Linked DNA regions of Mus musculus: all the other regions are linked to region 1. Evidence: chromatin contacts called from public Hi-C, capture Hi-C and promoter capture Hi-C data. All regions are on one chromosome and are shown on one strand. Each heading gives the region's core, a stretch centred on a gene start, on an enhancer-like site or on the middle of the called end of the contact. The rest is flanking DNA. Distances are from core to core; before and after follow the strand shown. Region 1 holds the start of BC048403 (cDNA sequence BC048403). Region 2 holds the start of Mon2 (MON2 homolog, regulator of endosome to Golgi trafficking). Region 3 holds the start of Usp15 (ubiquitin specific peptidase 15). Region 4 holds the start of Tmbim4 (transmembrane BAX inhibitor motif containing 4).

Region 1 (3,804 bases), core at 543-3,042:
GTTCTTTTTACACAAAATCCTGGTGCATACAATTCAAACTTAGTGCAGACTTAGTTAGTTAGTTAGTTACTGGGATCCACATATGGACTTTAGGAAACCCAGTTGCTCTTTCTCATTCTATATATCTGGTACATACATACATACATACATATGGGGAGGATAATCCTATGGATGGGCTCAAACAACAATAAAGTTAAGAATCATGGTACCTGGGTCAATCATTGTTTTTATAGGGAGGAAGCCTAAAACATCTCAAACTGCCAGAATATTATCCACCTTCGATATTACTGCTAGAATGTATCATATATATGATATATATCAAATGCATACATGAATAGTCATCATATAAATAATATTTGTACATGCTTTGAATAAAGGATATATATACATATATATGTATATATATATATATACACACACACACACACACACACACACACACTCAATCTGGTTATTCAAGGCAGGTGTGTTCAGGTTTGAGACCCACCACCTCCCATAAAATGCATACCCAACTCACTACACTGTAGAAAACAGGACAGTAACCCTGTAATAGCAATTGCACCTTTGGGCCCATTAGAGAAAAACAGAGTAAAATCTCTGGCCACTTTTTACCAATAACTAAGTAACAATCATTTGAAAAGCTACAGGCCTTATCATCTCAGAAAGTCCTTTGCCCAGAGTGTTTACCAAACGTTCAGTATTCAGCGAGCTACCTGGCAATAGAAGGGGATCAACTCTATATGTAACGTACACTCTCACTCTCTTTGATGCCAGAGATGTGTATCCTTCACTCACGAAAGGCCCTCCAACTTGTAATAACTAAAGGGTCAAGAAGAAACCTAAGTATTACAACTGCCTATTCCAATTTTTTGGTAGTCAGCTATCATTTGTCATTATTATTAAAGGTAATACTTTGAATGCACAGCCCTTGGCTTTTATGAAGCCGACTGTTTCTTGTAGTGGTAGTCCTGCATCTTATTTTGAGGGTTAAAATTTACATGAGGACTAGCAGTGTTCACTATCCTGTCCCTTAACGCTTCTCCAGTTAAGGTTTTGCATAATTCCTGCCCTTCCTGGCCAGGATCTGAAGAGGGGACAGGACGCCCCTCTGTATAAGAGGCCAGACAAAATAGCATTTATTAACACACCTAGCTTCCATCGCCTGCTTTTGCTCCTCAGACCGCAGTGAGGTCTAACTAGTGAGTTAGAACGGGGACACAGAACTTGGTTAACTTGTCATTTATGAAACCAGTCCATGCACGGTGCAAAACCGTAAACCCACGGGGTTTGGAGCATGCCCAGGGAAGAGCATCCTCCCAGTCCACCTAGGCAGCGATGGCACAGGCCGGTGGGCGGAGCTTGCGGCACACTAGGGAAGAAGGGGCACCGGTGGGAGGAGACCTGGGCAGAGTGGAGCCTGCCGCTGGGAGTGACGAGGCACCCAAGCCAAGCAGACCAGGCAGCGCACCCCCTTTCCTTCCTCCTCAGGGGCAGGGGCGGGGCGGAGGTACCTAGTTTCTGCCCCAGGTAGGTGAGGCTGTGATAGACCTTCTCAGCCGCGGCCAGGTGCGCCAAGGCCGCCAGCAGCGACAGCCAGCTGCCCCCCGCGCTCTTGTTGGCCTCTCGTTCCTTCTCCACATTGTCCTTGGCCTTGTCGTAAGAGAAGATACCCAGGTGAGAGAAGAACGTCTCCAGCACCGCCTGTTCCACCGGCACCGGGGCGGCTAGCGGGATAGACTCCCCCATGCGACCTGCGCGCCAGCTCCACCCACGTGGCTCCGCTCGCACTTCCGGGTTCTGAGGGGGACGCGCGTGCGCAGCTGCGTGCGTGCGCGTGCCCGCGGCGGGGCGGGCGAGCCGGCTGGCGGCGGGATGCTCCCGGGGCTCGCAGAGGGCGTGGCGGAGGTGAAAGGTGGAGGTGGCTACCAAGCCTAGGAACCTGAGCTTCCAGAGCCAGAGACCTGCAGCGGAGCCACCTCCAGCCCCGGGACGTCTCCTGCCCTCCGGAGGCCCCTGGAGGCCAGCGCCTTAGCGCGGATGACGTCACACGGGCTTGACGTCAGCTCTTGCGTGTCCATCAGAGCCAGAAGCCTTATCAGCCCTTACACCACCAAGGTTGTCAGATGGAAGCCAGACAGGAGTTCATAGCTAGTCGCCTAGTTTTCAAACCGACACACGCCATCAGTTAACATACCTGGCTAAGTCAGATCTGCATGAGTCGGTCAGCTTCCAGAGCTACAACTCTCTTCAGAGTTGCCCATCCATCTCCAACTCCATGAAGCTTCCTTGCGGGGGTTCTCAGAGTCAGGAATGACTTCCCATGAAATCGGTGCATTTTGTCATGCAGTTTCTTCACACGTTCATACGACATTTAAGAACACTAAACCATCTCAGCTCACAAGTGTGCTTTGAAATATTTCACGTATAAATTGTACGAATTAGAGAGTTTCACTGGGACATTTCCACGCATGAATATATCATGCTTTGACCATGTCCATCTCTCCTTCTCTCTCTTACACTCCTCTCTTCATCTTCCTTTGGCTTTCTTCCCAGTCCCTAAAAGTCCTTCTTCTCACATAATGCAAACCTAGGAAAAATAGTCACAGGGTATGCCAGACAAAGGGCTAATGTTTTAAGTTTTAATGGGCCAAGATCTCTTTCTAACCAGTAAAAACGAGAGGTTATGGACCTGTTGAGATGACTGTGTAGGGGCACTCGCTGCCCTGCCTGAGGCTCTGAGTCAGATGCTAGAAACCTACATGAGGAGTGCTGAGTCCTGCACGTTATCCCCTGACTTCCACATGAGCACGCAGGTATACTCACACAAAAACACGTGTTTGAAAGGCTATGTACATACTAGTCTCAAGAGAAATATGAAATGCAATTTTTATACCCAATTGAACCATTCAAAAGAATGCAGGCTAACTACTATACTCCTTATGAAGTGAAACTTCTTTCTGCTGAAGGGTCTGTGTAGAGAGAGTTGGTCTTGAATAGTCCGAGGCCTCTGCCTACTGTGTGTCAATGATACCCAGACCCAAAATAAGTTTCAAATATTGTTATGTGGGCTGGAGAGATGGCTCAGCAGTTAAGAGCACTGACTGTTCTTCTGGAGGTCCTGAGTTCAAATCCCGGCAACCACATGGTGGCTCACAACCATCTGTAATGAGATCAGACGCCCTCTTCTGGTGTGTGTGAAGACAGCTACAGTGTACTTACATATAATAAATAAATAAATCTTTGGGCCAGAGTGAGTGGGGCTGGAACAAGCAGGAATGTGTGTGTGTGTGTGTGTGTGTGTGTGTGTGTGTGTGTGTGTGTGTTGTAGGGGCATGTGTTCACATGAGTGTGTGCCTGTGTGTTTGAGTGCACATACTCAGTATGTGCTTTCATGTAGAGACCGGATATTATTGTTTCAGGTGTCTTTCTTAATTTTCCCCTCCCTTTTTCTTTAACACGGGTCACTCGTTGAGCCTAGAGCCCACAGATTGTTTAGGTTAGCTAGCCTATGAGCTCGAGGGATCCAACAGTCTTGACCCACCCACAGCCCAGGTTACAAACATTTGTCTCAAGCCCAGCTTTTATGGAGGATCTGATTTTAGGTCCTTGCACAGCAGTCACTTATGGACCGACCCACCTCCCAACCCTGCCCCCACAGCCCCCAAACAAAATTTCAAGGGCTGCTATATATAGTGTGAAGGTACTCTTATTATGCACTGCAGTCATGACTATAACTTGGCTTGACATGTCTAGATTACAGATAGCAGGGCCTGTTAGTATTGCAGGTGTACACTGACTACAGTA
Region 2 (3,851 bases), core at 502-3,001, 1.3 Mb before region 1:
GCAGAGGCAGAGGCAGAGGCAGAGGAGGCAGAGGCAAAGGCAGAGGCAGAGAGGCAGAGGCAGAGGCAGGCAGAGCTCTGTGAGTCTGAGGCTGGCCTGGTCTACCTAGTGAGTTTTAGGACATCCAGAGCTACACAGTGAGACCCTGTCTCAAAGAAAACAAAACAAAACAACAACAACAACAAAAGCAAAACAAAATTTCAACTTGAATTCCTCAACTCTACAAAGGTGTCAAAGATGAAAGAAAATTATTTTCAGTAAGTTGTGCCAAAGCTATCTATAATAAACCCAAAACATTGTGTTAGAATCTGTGTTAGTAGCCCAGTTATTAGATCATTTCAGAAAACTTCAAAATACAGCTCCCAACTCAAAGAAAGTAAGACCTAATCTGTTCTGTAGCCCAACATGAAGGACCAAGGCTCAGGAAGACAGATTCAGGTTGCCCCCAAACACCACCATCCAACACAGTAGCATTTTCATAAAGTTTTTATAACAAAGCAAAGACTCCCTTAAGGCATTTGACAAATGCATTAGAGCAGGGGTTCTCAGCCTTCCTAACGCTGCCACCATTTAACACAGTTCCTCATGTTGTGCTGACTCCCAACCAGAAAATTATCTTCAATACTACTTCGTAACTGTAATCTTGCTACTGTTATGAACAATAGCATAAATATCTGACGGTCTTAGGCCACCCACCCCTGTGAAAGGGTAGTTCCACTCAGAGGTTGAGAACATCAGGTAGGTGAGTTACAGCAAAACTGGAAACTTTCTGTCACGCCCCTCAGGGACTATCTGATAGTGATCGCCTTTGAGTCATTGGAAGTTAGGAATCTGATGGCACATTCCAAAAAAAAAAAAAAAAAAAAAAAAAAAAAAAAAAAAAGACAAGGGTGTTAGGTCAAACACAGAGATGACAGTAAGTGGATACCTGGGGGCAAAAGATAACCAAGATAGTTAGATTCTAGACTTGCAACATTCCATCTTCCCATAATCAAGACGTTCCAATCAGTCTCACAGACATAGCTTAACACAGACATAGCTTCCTCCTCTTCCAACTTCAATCCACACAGGCTGGCTTTGCTCATCCGAACAATACGCTGAAATTATTTCTGCTTCCTGCTTATTACAACAGAGAAATGTCTTGGGCAAAAATAGACTCACCTGGAACATCGAAAAAGCTCACGTTAGTTTTTGCCTTACATTTATTTGGCACTTCTGATCTAATGAATTGGTTCCTTATTTGAGCGTCAATTACCTAGTATGTTCTAGGTATACAGTCAGGGAGGTGGGTGGGTGGGGCGGGGAGATAACAAAAACAAAGCAAAATAAAAACATAAAAGGGATCTGTCGGTGGAAGGCGGGGAGGGGGCGGGGAGCAGGAGGAGTCTTGTTAACAGATAAGGAAAATCAGGGACGACTCCGCAGTTAAATAAACCAAAGTCAGTCGATTTGGATAACTCCGCAGGATTGTCGTTTAGGTTCCCCAGGCCGGGGAGGTAGGAGCAAGACGCTGATTTGTGTTTTAAGTCAGGGGGGTGGGGATCAAGGAGGCAGAAGTGACGGACAAGACAAATTCATTTTTTAAAAAAAGCAAATATTTATAGCAGAAGAGAATGGATCACAAACAGACGTAGGGAGACACCTCCGATCATCCCCAGGTTACCAGCCAGCCAAAAAAAACAGGACGCGCCTGCGCAGCTGTGCCGGCCACCTGCGTCGACGGCGGGGGCGGGGTCCGCACTGCCCAGCTGGAGCTCGTTCTGGGCTTCTCGCTCGGCCCCGCCCCTCCAGAGACTCGCCTCCGGATTGGCCCGGGCGGGGGCGGGGCCCGGAGTCCGGAAGTGCGGCTGACGTGTCCGGGCCGCGCTCGGAATTGTGGGCGACTGGGCTAATGGCGTCGGCGGGTCTGGGCACCCGGGGCGGGCATCGCTGAAGCTTGTGGCCAGCTCGGCCGGTGACGCCCGCCGTGGCCAGGCCCCGCGGCAGCGGGAGGGACCTGCCCGTCTGGTGGGCTCCTGAGCCGGCGCCGGTGGAGCCTGGTGGGGCTGCACCGCTGCGGGCAGGTTTCGGCGAGCGGCCGGCGGCGGTGCGGGGCGGCCCGGGGGGAACTCGGGCACGCCTCGGGAGACGCAGCCCGGCTCCGGCCGTGCGCCCGCCCGCCCGCCCGCCCGCCGAGCCCTGGGCCCCGGCTAAGGAAGACTGAGGAGCCGCCGGCTGGCTGCGGGCCGCGCAAGCTGCTGACAGTGCCTGCTTGGTAGTGCTGGTCCCAGATCGGCGGTGACCTGGAGGGACCATGTCCTGCACCAACAGCCCCGAGGCTGTGAAGAAGCTGCTGGAGAATATGCAGAGCGACCTGCGGGCCTTGTCACTAGAATGCAAGAAGAAGTTCCCACCTGTCAAGGAGGTAGGTCCCAGGCGACGTCAGGGGCGGGGGGGGGGAACGTCACGAGCGCTCCCTGGTCCTCGTAGACCGCTTTCCTCGATTCCCCAACACCTATACTAATTTTCATTCCGCCAGTTAAGTTTGGTGATTGCCCAGCAAAGGCTGTTCGTAGAATTCTTTTGAGAGTTCCAAGGAGATTTGATTTCTTCCATTCTCTTGTTATGTTTATTTCGGAGCGAAGTTCCATGAGTGAGCCGGTTTGGTGACACTCGAGTCAGGTATATTGCTCCTAAGAATGAGTATCCACCGCTGTAGCGGAATCCGTTCTCCATACTTAGGTGGGCATAGTGTGTGGGAACATTTCCTTCTTGTCTGTGTTATTCAGCCCACCTAAAAATCTAATCGTCGTGATAAACTAGAGCCCCAAATTACAGCAAATGGTCAAGGCCTACGATAACCATGTTAAGCCCTGCACAAGCAGTATTCTAGTAGGATGCTTTGCAAAACAAATATATCTGAGTATATATAGCCTCTTGGGTGCATAATTTGTTGTTGTTGTTGTTGTTGTTGTTGTTGTTTTTCAGCTGTAGAATAGCTGAAAATTGTGGTACCAGTATAGGAGACCGGGTGTGGTAGCCAAACTTTTAGCTCCAATACTCAGATGCGAGTGGATCTCTGTGAGTTAGAGAGTGGACACCAGGACAACCAGGGTACATAAAGAGACCTTGTTTCCAAAACCGATGGTGGTGATGGTGATGATGACTGGGGCTCACAGGACGAGTATCAGGGAGCTCAATGTATGCTAATAAAATTTTCCAGATATTGAATTGAAAAATTGAGTTTAGTCACTAATGCCTGACTTTTTTCTTTTAAGATTCCATTTTTGTTGAAATATTTTAAAAACTGCCCTTTCACATTTTTAAACTATTGTAGTTCAGGGGTCAGGCTCGGCAGTTAAGAGCACTTGCTGCTCTTCCAGAAGTCCCTTGTTCAATTCCCAGCACCTACATGGTGGCTCACAATCTTGTGTAATTCCAGTTTCAAGGGATCTGACCTCTTTCTTCTGGTCTCCAAAGACACCAGGCACACATGTGGTGTGCAGGCATACCTACAAGCAAAACACCCATACAAATATAACAAAAATGAATACATCTAAAAAAAAACTTTAAAAATAGTGTAGTTCAAAGATATGTAAAAATAGTTAATTTTATTTCCTAGTTAATATAGCTTACTTAGTATACCTGAAATTTTATCATACTACTTGCTATTAAATGTTACAGAGTGAGTTCATATTTTTCTACTTACAACTATCTTTATGAATACTGTAAGAAGTTTTATAATTAGAACTTGACTAGTAAAGTTTAGAATGCAGACTTGTCAGGAATCTTGAAATTTTCCATGAGTGCCTTGCTTTTACCTGTTTGTTCCAGTTACCTTTAGTCCCAGCACTTGGGAGGCAGAGGCAGGT
Region 3 (4,306 bases), core at 997-3,496, 1.5 Mb before region 1:
GTTCAAAGTCATCTTCTGTTGCACTGACAACCTGGGACGCATGGGATCCTTTCTGAAAAATAAGATAAAGTAAAGTTCAAAAACTGTTAAAAGGCTAGGTTGGCAATTTGGCTCAGCAGGCATAATTGTGACTTACCCAAGTCTGATCCCCTGAGACCCTCATAGTAGAGAGAGCTGACGCCTGCAACGTTGACTTGTGATCTCCACAGTAGGCTGTCACAGGCACACACTCAACTCATCTAGAAAATAAATGCACTGCATGCTTTTAAAATCCTTTAAGATAAATATTATACTATTTAAATTTGTAAATAGACTACAGATTAAGTGTTGGCAGCTAGAGATCCGAAGCCATGTATGTATGAGGATACAGCATATTCTTTGCATACCAAGTTGTCTCTCTTTGAAAACTTACTTTGCTTTCCTTCACAGAGTGGTAGAAGATGGGGATGGGGGGTGTGGATATATAACAACTGAGAATGTCCATAGTTAGGAAAACTCGGTTTTATAATCAGGAGTGGTCAAATAACATAAGAAATAGCCGTAAATGGAAATGACTTTTAGACTCATTGAGGCTGAAGTAATACAAAGAGAGTACTGCGCAGAAACAAGCAGTCACATACTGACTCACTCAAGTATGACGCCAATACACACCGGTTGTGCTAGTTGTTTTCTATTGCTGCAACAAAGCATTCTGACCAAAGGCAACTTAGGAAAGAAAGGGTCTGGGTGGCTTACGCTAGGGGAAGGTCACAGCCAGAGCTCAACAGGAACCCAGAGCAGAGTACGTGGACGGACACTGCTTTTTATGGCTTGCTCAGCTTGTTTTCTTACACAACTCAGGACCACCTGCCCACAGTGGGTTTACCACACCGATCGTTAAACAAGAAAATGCTCCACTGACTCATCACAGGCTACTCTAAGGGAGGCAATCCCATAATTAAGGTTCCCCTCTTTCCAAGTGACTTTAGTTTCTGTCAAGCTGACAAACCCTAACCAGGGAAACACTGCTTTCTCTTGGATGGGCCAGCAGTCCTCACTAATGCAGGCACCCCCTTCCTTACTGAGTTTCCCACCAAAACTAGGAGGCTTAAAAAATGGAGAGACCATTGCCCATCCTTTAACTTGTCACCTACTGTTCTACTGAGGTAGCCGTCTTCATTCTTAGAAACAGCAGTTTTGCCTTAGTTAATTTTGAAACGTTTGCCTCAAATGGTGTAGAATGGTACTAGACCATTAAACCGCAGTGCACACACACACACACACACACACACACACACACACACACGCACACACACGCACACACACGCACACTCACACGCCAAATTATAAAGAGAACTTAGTTGCAGCTTTTACGGAGTTTGTATCTTAATTCAGCCTTTCATGGAGGTACTGAGTACTGGGGATTTGAAATCTGTGCGATAACCTTGCACTTCCAGTTGCCGTGTGACCTTGGCATTTGATTTTTAAGAGGCTCAATTTCCCCGTTTGTAATTGTTGCCTTCAAATGCAGCTTGTATTATCGAGTCTAACTTTAGGCATATACAACCATGAAATTTAATCTAGGGGAATGCTAATTTGACGCCCATGAGGTTTCTCCCACGTTTCTAACCCCCTTCAGTACCTGGCCTTATTCAATACATCTTTAACTGCTTGTTCACCTAGAAACTGGGACATGTTTTGCACTGCAGCTAACGTGTGTGTGTGTGTGTGTGTGTGTGTGTGTGTGTGTGTGTGTGTCCACGCGCGCTAGGAGGCGTCACAAAGAGCTTATGAAAGGTAGAAGTCCCTACAGACAGCAAGCATGGGAGAGCTGGGAAGAACCTAGGAAGGGCACTGCGCCCAAACCTTTGGTTTCAGAGCCCTCTTTGTGCCAATATTCAGTGGGCTTGGGCTCTGCGGCTGGAAAGGAAAAGCCCCAAGTCACGGAACTGCGCGCTTTCTGCCATGTCCCAGCCGGCCCCGCCCTCCAGTAGGAGTGAACCCGCAAAAACATGGGTTTGGAGGCGGCTGCGGCAAGAAAAGGGCCAGCATGGCAAGGAGAGTCCGAGCAGGGCAGGGCAAAGGCAGGGAGAGAAAGCGCGGCACCCGGTGAGAACCGTGCAAACTCAGAGGTCTGGGGCGGCGGCGGCGACCACGCCGTGCTGCGGGGCGTGCGGGGACCCGAGGGGGCAGCAGGGCGCAGGCGCGCACCCGCCGCGCTCCCCGCCGAGCCACGCCCCCAGACCCCCGCCCTCGCGCCCCATTTGGTACAGACCTGCCGGCGGGGCGGGGCCGGGGACGCCATTCCCACAATGCTCCGGGGCGTGCCGCCGCCGTCGCCGCCGCCTCCGCTACGGCTAGTGGAAGAAGATGGCGGAAGGCGGAGCGGCGGACCTGGACACCCAGCGTTCTGACATCGCGACGCTGCTCAAAACCTCGCTCCGGAAAGGGGACACCTGGTAGGGAACGGGGTCGCGGGGCCCGCGGGGGCCCGAGGCTGGCGGAGAGCTGGGCGGGAGCGGTGGGCTGGTGTCGCCGGCTGGTGACAGGTGCGGACAGGTCCGGCGGCGGCCGCTCAGGCAGCAGATTTTGGGGGCAAAGGTTGGACCGGCGCAGAGGGCCGGGGCTCGCGGTGGGCGGTGCGCGCCCGGGGCTGCGCGGAAGCGGCGGCCGGGGCTCGCGGGGCTCCGGGTCCTCCTCCCTCCGGCAGTGCCGCTCCCACTTGGGGCCTTGGCGGAGCCCGGGTGCAGTGGCTCGGCGTGAGCCTGCCTGCCGCTGGTTTTTTTTTTTTTTTTTTTTTTTTTTTTTTTTTTTTTGACAGATCCCGGTCGCGCCGCTCCTCCTCGCTCGCCCGCCGCGCTTCTCTGGTCACTCCTTCCCCGGCGTCGTCCGCACCCAAGTTCCCCATTATTCCGATCCTTGTAGTCTTCCGGGAGCCGGGCTTCAGGATGTTTGCGGCGGGGACCACACAGGTGGTGTGTGTCAGGGCTCCGCTGAAAAGGAAACCCCTAATTTCCACTTCCTTGTCAAAAAGGAGGGAGCGGTGTAGGGACCTTGTTTTTTTAATTTTTTTTTCTTGAGAGAGAGAGAGAGAGAGAGAGAGAGAGAGAGAGAGAGAGAGAGAGAGAGAGAGGCACCACGTGGTCCTGTGCTTTGCTCCTGGCTCGATAGGAGCCGGCAGCGCTTCTGTTTGGAAGTGCAGCCCTTCCCTCCGGTTTGAAGGATAACGTAGGCCTGCAGAAAGTAGATAAGTCCACTTGAAGCTTAAAGGCTTGCTCATATTCAAACTTGTAAAATGCCAAAATAAGAGGGTACTGTACCTAAATAACTAGAGGAAGCATGTACAAAATTTAACACTCGTCAGCCAAAGCAGTTAACTTACAGAATTATTTAAATAAAGGGAAAGTTCTGTTTTAGGGGAAGGGCAGTGTGCCTGTGTGTTCTTTCGTTCTTTCTTTCTTTCTTTCTTTCTTCCTAAGTTACTTTTCCTTCCTTCTGTCTCCGTACTAGTGGTTTATAGCGTCTCAAGTGCCTGTTAGGTACTCCAGTGTGGCTAGTGGAAAGAGACTTAAGACCTGATTTATTCACAGTTCTCAAGTGCTTGTTAGGCACTCCAGTGTGGCGCGGTGGAAAGAGACTTAGACCTGATTTATTCACAGGTCCACCTCATACTTTGCAGTGTGACTTGGAAGCAAATTCATCCAAGCCATTGAGCCTCCGCATCTCCATCTGTTCAAAGAGCAATAACGATGTTATTGTGTTTGCTCTATATTAATTCAGCTAAATATTCTGAACTATCTGGTATTCATGAAATACTAAGTTTTAGTGATCTTTTTTATTTCTGCCATTAATTCCAGACAAGTGCTGTGGGGTTGGAATCATTTTCGAGTTAGCTAATAGGCGACAGCTGGGGGACCTGAATTGAAGTTCTTGGATCCTTAGTTTGTAAGACGGCAAACACTTTGTGTAATTAAGAACCTTGATGATGGAAAACACACTTGTTGCATTACAGCCTTGCAGAGGCTTAAGTCATTATTGCTTATAGTCTGCTTTTGTTTTTCTTACGGAGTTTATTGCTGAGAAGAAATCGGGCATTCCCTAGAACACCTATGCTCCCCTTGGCCTGTGCGATCTTAACAGATAAATTCAAGCTTCTTCTCTCTGGTATATTGAAGAACATTTTTTAAAAACCAATTCACTCATTTATTGTATCATACAAATATAAATATGACTACCGATAAAATAGAAATATTTTTTAGAATGTGGATAGTTTTCTCACTAATGTTTTTCTGTTGAGTAATATCACGTATAATTGGTGTTCATGGTA
Region 4 (4,176 bases), core at 674-3,173, 1.5 Mb after region 1:
TAACAAGGAGCACATGAAGTTCAGAGGGAAAAGCAGTGCAGGGATAAGGAGGAACTGAGGGGCTGGGGTGGGGGGGATAGATGTGATCAACGCACATCAAGTGCATGTGCTAAATGCTCAAACAACAAAGTACTTTTCAAAATGGGTACTATCAAGGGAATGAAAGGACAGGCCACAGATTGGGAGACAATATTTGCAAAAGATATACCCGGTAAGCAAAGCAAAACAAAACAAACAAACAAAAACAAACAAAACAAAAAACAAAAAAAAAAAAAAAGAAAGAGAGAAAACCTATTAAAATTGCCCAAATCCAAATTAATTAATGACTGCACCAAATTATGGCATGGATGAAGAAGAATTCATTCTTTGTTGCTAGGAATGCAGGGTCACAGTCTAGTGGTTTCTTACAGTACAAAGTCCACTCTTGTGTACCACCCAGCTACCATGCGCCTAGGTATTTATCTAAATGAGTTGAAACTATGTACACACAAATACACACACACACACACACACAAAACCCAGGGGAGTTTGCAAAACAGTTTTATCCATAACTGCCCAAATGCTTGAGCATTCAAGAGAACGACCTTGAGTTGAAGAAAGAAAAGTACTCAGGCACAAAGAGAAAGCAGAGGACGCTTCTATAGCAAGGGCTAGTCAGCAATCCGGCCACGGAGGATAGGGGTGGGGAATCGTAAGTACACACGGCAGTACCAAGTGAATAATGTAGATCTGAAGAGGAAAAAAATAAATAAAACACCCAACACACATGATCTTAACTACGTGGCATTCTGGACTAGGCCTGAGAGAAAGGAAGAATGACAGTCGGACACACATACACTATGACATGGGTGAGCTTTGAAGACATTAATAGAAACATGCCAGTCACAACGGCTAACATGTATGATTTCTTTTTTACTGAGGCAGTTCTAACCGTTTCATAAAGACTGAAGAAATGGGAGTTGCCCAGGGCAGAGGAGGCTGGCAATGGCGAGTTACTTATGGATACAATTTCACTTTTGCTTTGAAAGATGACTAAGTTCTGGCTGGATAGGAAATACCACAGGGCGACAAAACATTACTGCTTGGTACCTCAAAGGTGTCTAGGGTAGCAATTTTTTGGCTACCAGTACTTTTTCATAATGAATATATTTTAAAAGCTGAGCTCACTTGTCAAAATAATTTCAAAATTCATTACAGGAATATCGGGCTAGGTAAGTACCAAGATTCTAGATGCGTCAGAACCACCTTCATTTTTTTTTTTTTTTTTTAAATCCAGAACCGGTTTGAGCTGCCCAGGCAGGTCCATTTCTGTAAAGTGACCTTTGGTGGACAGTGAATTCCGCTTCGTTACGCGTCAACGAACAGCCTAAACTCAAAGTAATAACTTTGAGTCGCCGTGACTTTATGCGTCGGTCTGGGAAACTTCTCAGTCATCACACACACGTATGCCGAGTTCTGTACCCCACGGGGAGACAGTAATGACTAGGATGGTAAGGTCTCAGCACGGGGAACAAATAAATGAGGGCATCAGCCCGTGATTTCCAATGCTTGATATGGATCCTCCTGGTGTGCTGACCCCAAACATGCAATTATATCTGTCCCTACTCCAGAACTGTAATTTTGCTACTGTCACGAATCGTAATGTAAATATCTGATGTGCAGATGGCCTTAGGCGACCCCCTGTGAAAGGGTCCCGCTTGCGACCCTCAGGTTGAGGACCGCTGACCTAGGCGACCCGGCCCACACCTCTAGAAGACAACTATGTCTCCCTCTGGTCACTTGGTCCCCCTGACCCCCGCCACATACCCATGCGGATGTGCACGCTGGCCGACGCCACGCAGCTGCCGTAGTTGAAGTCATCCTCGATGGACGAGCGGGGATAGCCCGGGTCCGTGTCGGCCATGTCGCCAGCAGTGCCCGCCCGCACCTGCCCCGGCCGAAGTGGGAGCCTACACTGACCACAACCGCCTTCACCCACTTCCGGGATGGCCGCCAGACAGAACTAGCCGAACTGCCTCTCTGCAGCGAGCGCCGAACCAGTCGATCGCTCCCATGGAAAAGTCTCCACTAGGAGAGGAGGTTGCTTTCTAGTAGGAGACAGATTGCTCTCTCCCACGTCATCGCAAGGGAGTTTTTTCTAGGATTTTCTTTAAAAGTTCCTCTAGGCCTCTAGAGAATCTCTTCCAGAAAGAGTGCTAAACAAGATAGAAAGATTACGGTATCAATCAACAACCTCTCATTAATTCACTTCAATACTTGGTCCAGGAATGCACTTTTAAGTAAAATTATTTTAAAGCAACATTTAGGCCTTCATTTATTGACCATTTCTTTTAAAACAGACCCCCCCCCCTGCTTTTAAAGTTAAATAATCCTTCATCTTGAAAGACAAGTAGGAATCCACCCCCACCCCCATCCCACCCCCACCCCATGGGCGTAATTCAGGTTTTCACGGATTCGATGTTTGTGAATTGAGAGGGCAAAGTCATCGTGGTGGTGTACAGGACAAGTGCCAAAGAATGAGGCTGGACAGATGAACAAAGGCAAGACCACTGAATGCCAAATATAGAATTCGTGACCGAAACCAAAACCAAAGGAAGAAGGACAGAGAAAGTGGCGATAACAAAATGCATCTGTCATGACACTATTGCAAGCATGAGGTGTAGACTCGCCAAAGAAATATTCCAGGACACCACTAACTTTATTTATCTTTATTGTTTTAAGGGTCTCAATATGCATCTAGCTGCCGTGAGACTCATTATGTAGACCAGACTGGTCTTGAACTCAGAGATCCACCTGCCTCTGTCTCATGAGTGCTGGGATTAAAGGCGTACCAACCGGCCCACTTGTAATTATTTCTATGAGTTTACTTTGACTCATCCCAAAGACAGCAAGTGGGATTCAAAATATTGAAGAACTGTCTATTCTAAAACTAAAAATGTAATATTTTCAGGAAACTTTTTTCAGATATGTTCCACAATAACAAGAATGAAACATGCTTAGCTTTTTATTATTTTTTAAACATGTTGTTACTCACTTCAATAAAGGTAAGAATAGTATTTATTATAGAAGGCAAACTGGAGAAGAATTGGCAACCATCTTTTTATTATCTAAAGACAACACCAATATCTCATTCAGAAAAAAATAATTCTAGCTAGATTGTGCCCCCTATGTGAAAGACAAAATATTAGAACTTAAAGTTATATAAAATAATCTCTTTATAATTTGAAGAAAGCAAAGATTATTTAATCTACAAAGATTGACACACTATATAAAATTGAGAACACCTAGGAGTAAATTTCATTATAAAAGAGTAAAAGCAAACTATGGACTGGGAAATATTTTTAATATACACATCTATATAAAGTTCCCATCCCATACCATAAAAAGAATGACCACAAATCCAGACTTACTCTCTAAAGCAAACTGCTAATAGAAAACGGGGCAAGAGACTGGATCAGGTAACACTGTATGCATAGAATGAAGCCAACTAGGTAATAAGCACAGGGAGAGATGTTTACTCTCACTAATGATCAGAAAAAAATGTAGCTAAATATCAAAAGGAAACATTGCTAAGCATTCATCAAGTGGCTAAAACTAAAGGCTTGACAATGTCACACTCTGGGAAAACCAGATGTAACATATGTAACATAGCTATGACCAGCACAAATTAGAAGGCGCTGCCTAGGACACTGCAGAGATCACGCCCTCAGAAGGACCCTGAGTGAACCCTGGCCGGGCGTGGTGGTGCACGCCTTTAATCCCAGCACTTGAGAGGCAAAGGCAGGTGGATTTCTGAGTTCAAGGCCAGCCTGGTCTACAGAGTGAGTTCCAGGACATCCAGAGCTACACAGAGAAACCCTGTCTTGAAAAAAATCAAAAACCAAAACCAAACAAACAAACAAAAAGAGTGAACCCTGAAAGCACGATGCAACATGGGAAAGGCACATGCAACAATGGCGTCCACCTCTGCCAAAGCTTGCATCTCAGCATTCAGGATGTCTGATGTGCAGAGAATCCAGTTGTATATACAATGCATGGGAATTAACCTACAGTCAAGTGGTGATTGTTGCTGAGCACAAGGAAAGAAGGAAGGGAGGATGGTGGCAGAACTGACTCTGAATGTAGAAAGGTACAACGTTCTAAAAACTGTGGACCACCAACAAATCTCACTACATC

Evidence for each region. Promoter capture Hi-C pulls out the DNA fragments that hold promoters and counts their contacts. A called contact is a pair of places that touch in the nucleus more often than the background predicts. Capture Hi-C pulls out chosen DNA fragments and counts their contacts.
Region 2: a promoter capture Hi-C map of pre-B cells shows a contact between it and region 1, with 2.6 times the contacts expected there. The contact joins the promoter of Mon2 here to the promoter of BC048403 in region 1. A contact is called at or near these places in 2 of 39 promoter capture datasets (the C10 cell line and pre-B cells) and 2 of 484 Hi-C or Micro-C datasets (CD4 T cells and embryonic stem cells).
Region 3: a contact with region 1 is called in a Hi-C map of CD8 T cells, with 6 times the contacts expected there. The contact joins the promoter of Usp15 here to the promoter of BC048403 in region 1. A contact is called at or near these places in 2 of 39 promoter capture datasets (the C10 cell line and pre-B cells), 2 of 484 Hi-C or Micro-C datasets (CD4 T cells and CD8 T cells), 2 of 115 datasets of contacts at active chromatin or transcription factors (pancreatic cancer cells and pro-B cells) and 1 of 9 other capture datasets (liver).
Region 4: a contact with region 1 is called in a capture Hi-C map of macrophages, with 3 times the contacts expected there. The contact joins the promoter of Tmbim4 here to the promoter of BC048403 in region 1. A contact is called at or near these places in 3 of 39 promoter capture datasets (liver, neutrophils and pre-B cells) and 1 of 9 other capture datasets (macrophages).

Annotation. Positions count from the first base shown.
Region 1 is chr10:121,737,918-121,741,721 of GRCm38.p6, reverse strand. It overlaps BC048403 (cDNA sequence BC048403), which reads right to left and starts at 1,792. Exons shown (of 3, transcript NM_173022.3): 1 at 1,512-1,792. The coding sequence starts at 1,746.
Region 2 is chr10:123,074,405-123,078,255 of GRCm38.p6, reverse strand. It overlaps Mon2 (MON2 homolog, regulator of endosome to Golgi trafficking), which reads left to right and starts at 1,751. Exons shown (of 36, transcript NM_001163024.1): 1 at 1,751-2,404. The coding sequence starts at 2,294.
Region 3 is chr10:123,194,959-123,199,264 of GRCm38.p6, reverse strand. It overlaps Usp15 (ubiquitin specific peptidase 15), which reads left to right and starts at 2,246. Exons shown (of 22, transcript NM_027604.4): 1 at 2,246-2,438. The coding sequence starts at 2,350. It overlaps Gm4129 (a long non-coding RNA gene), which reads right to left. Exons shown (of 3, transcript XR_003949042.1): 1 at 2,255-4,306; 2 at 137-239; 3 at 1-52.
Region 4 is chr10:120,206,573-120,210,748 of GRCm38.p6, reverse strand. It overlaps Tmbim4 (transmembrane BAX inhibitor motif containing 4), which reads right to left and starts at 1,923. Exons shown (of 7, transcript NM_026617.3): 1 at 1,807-1,923. The coding sequence starts at 1,903.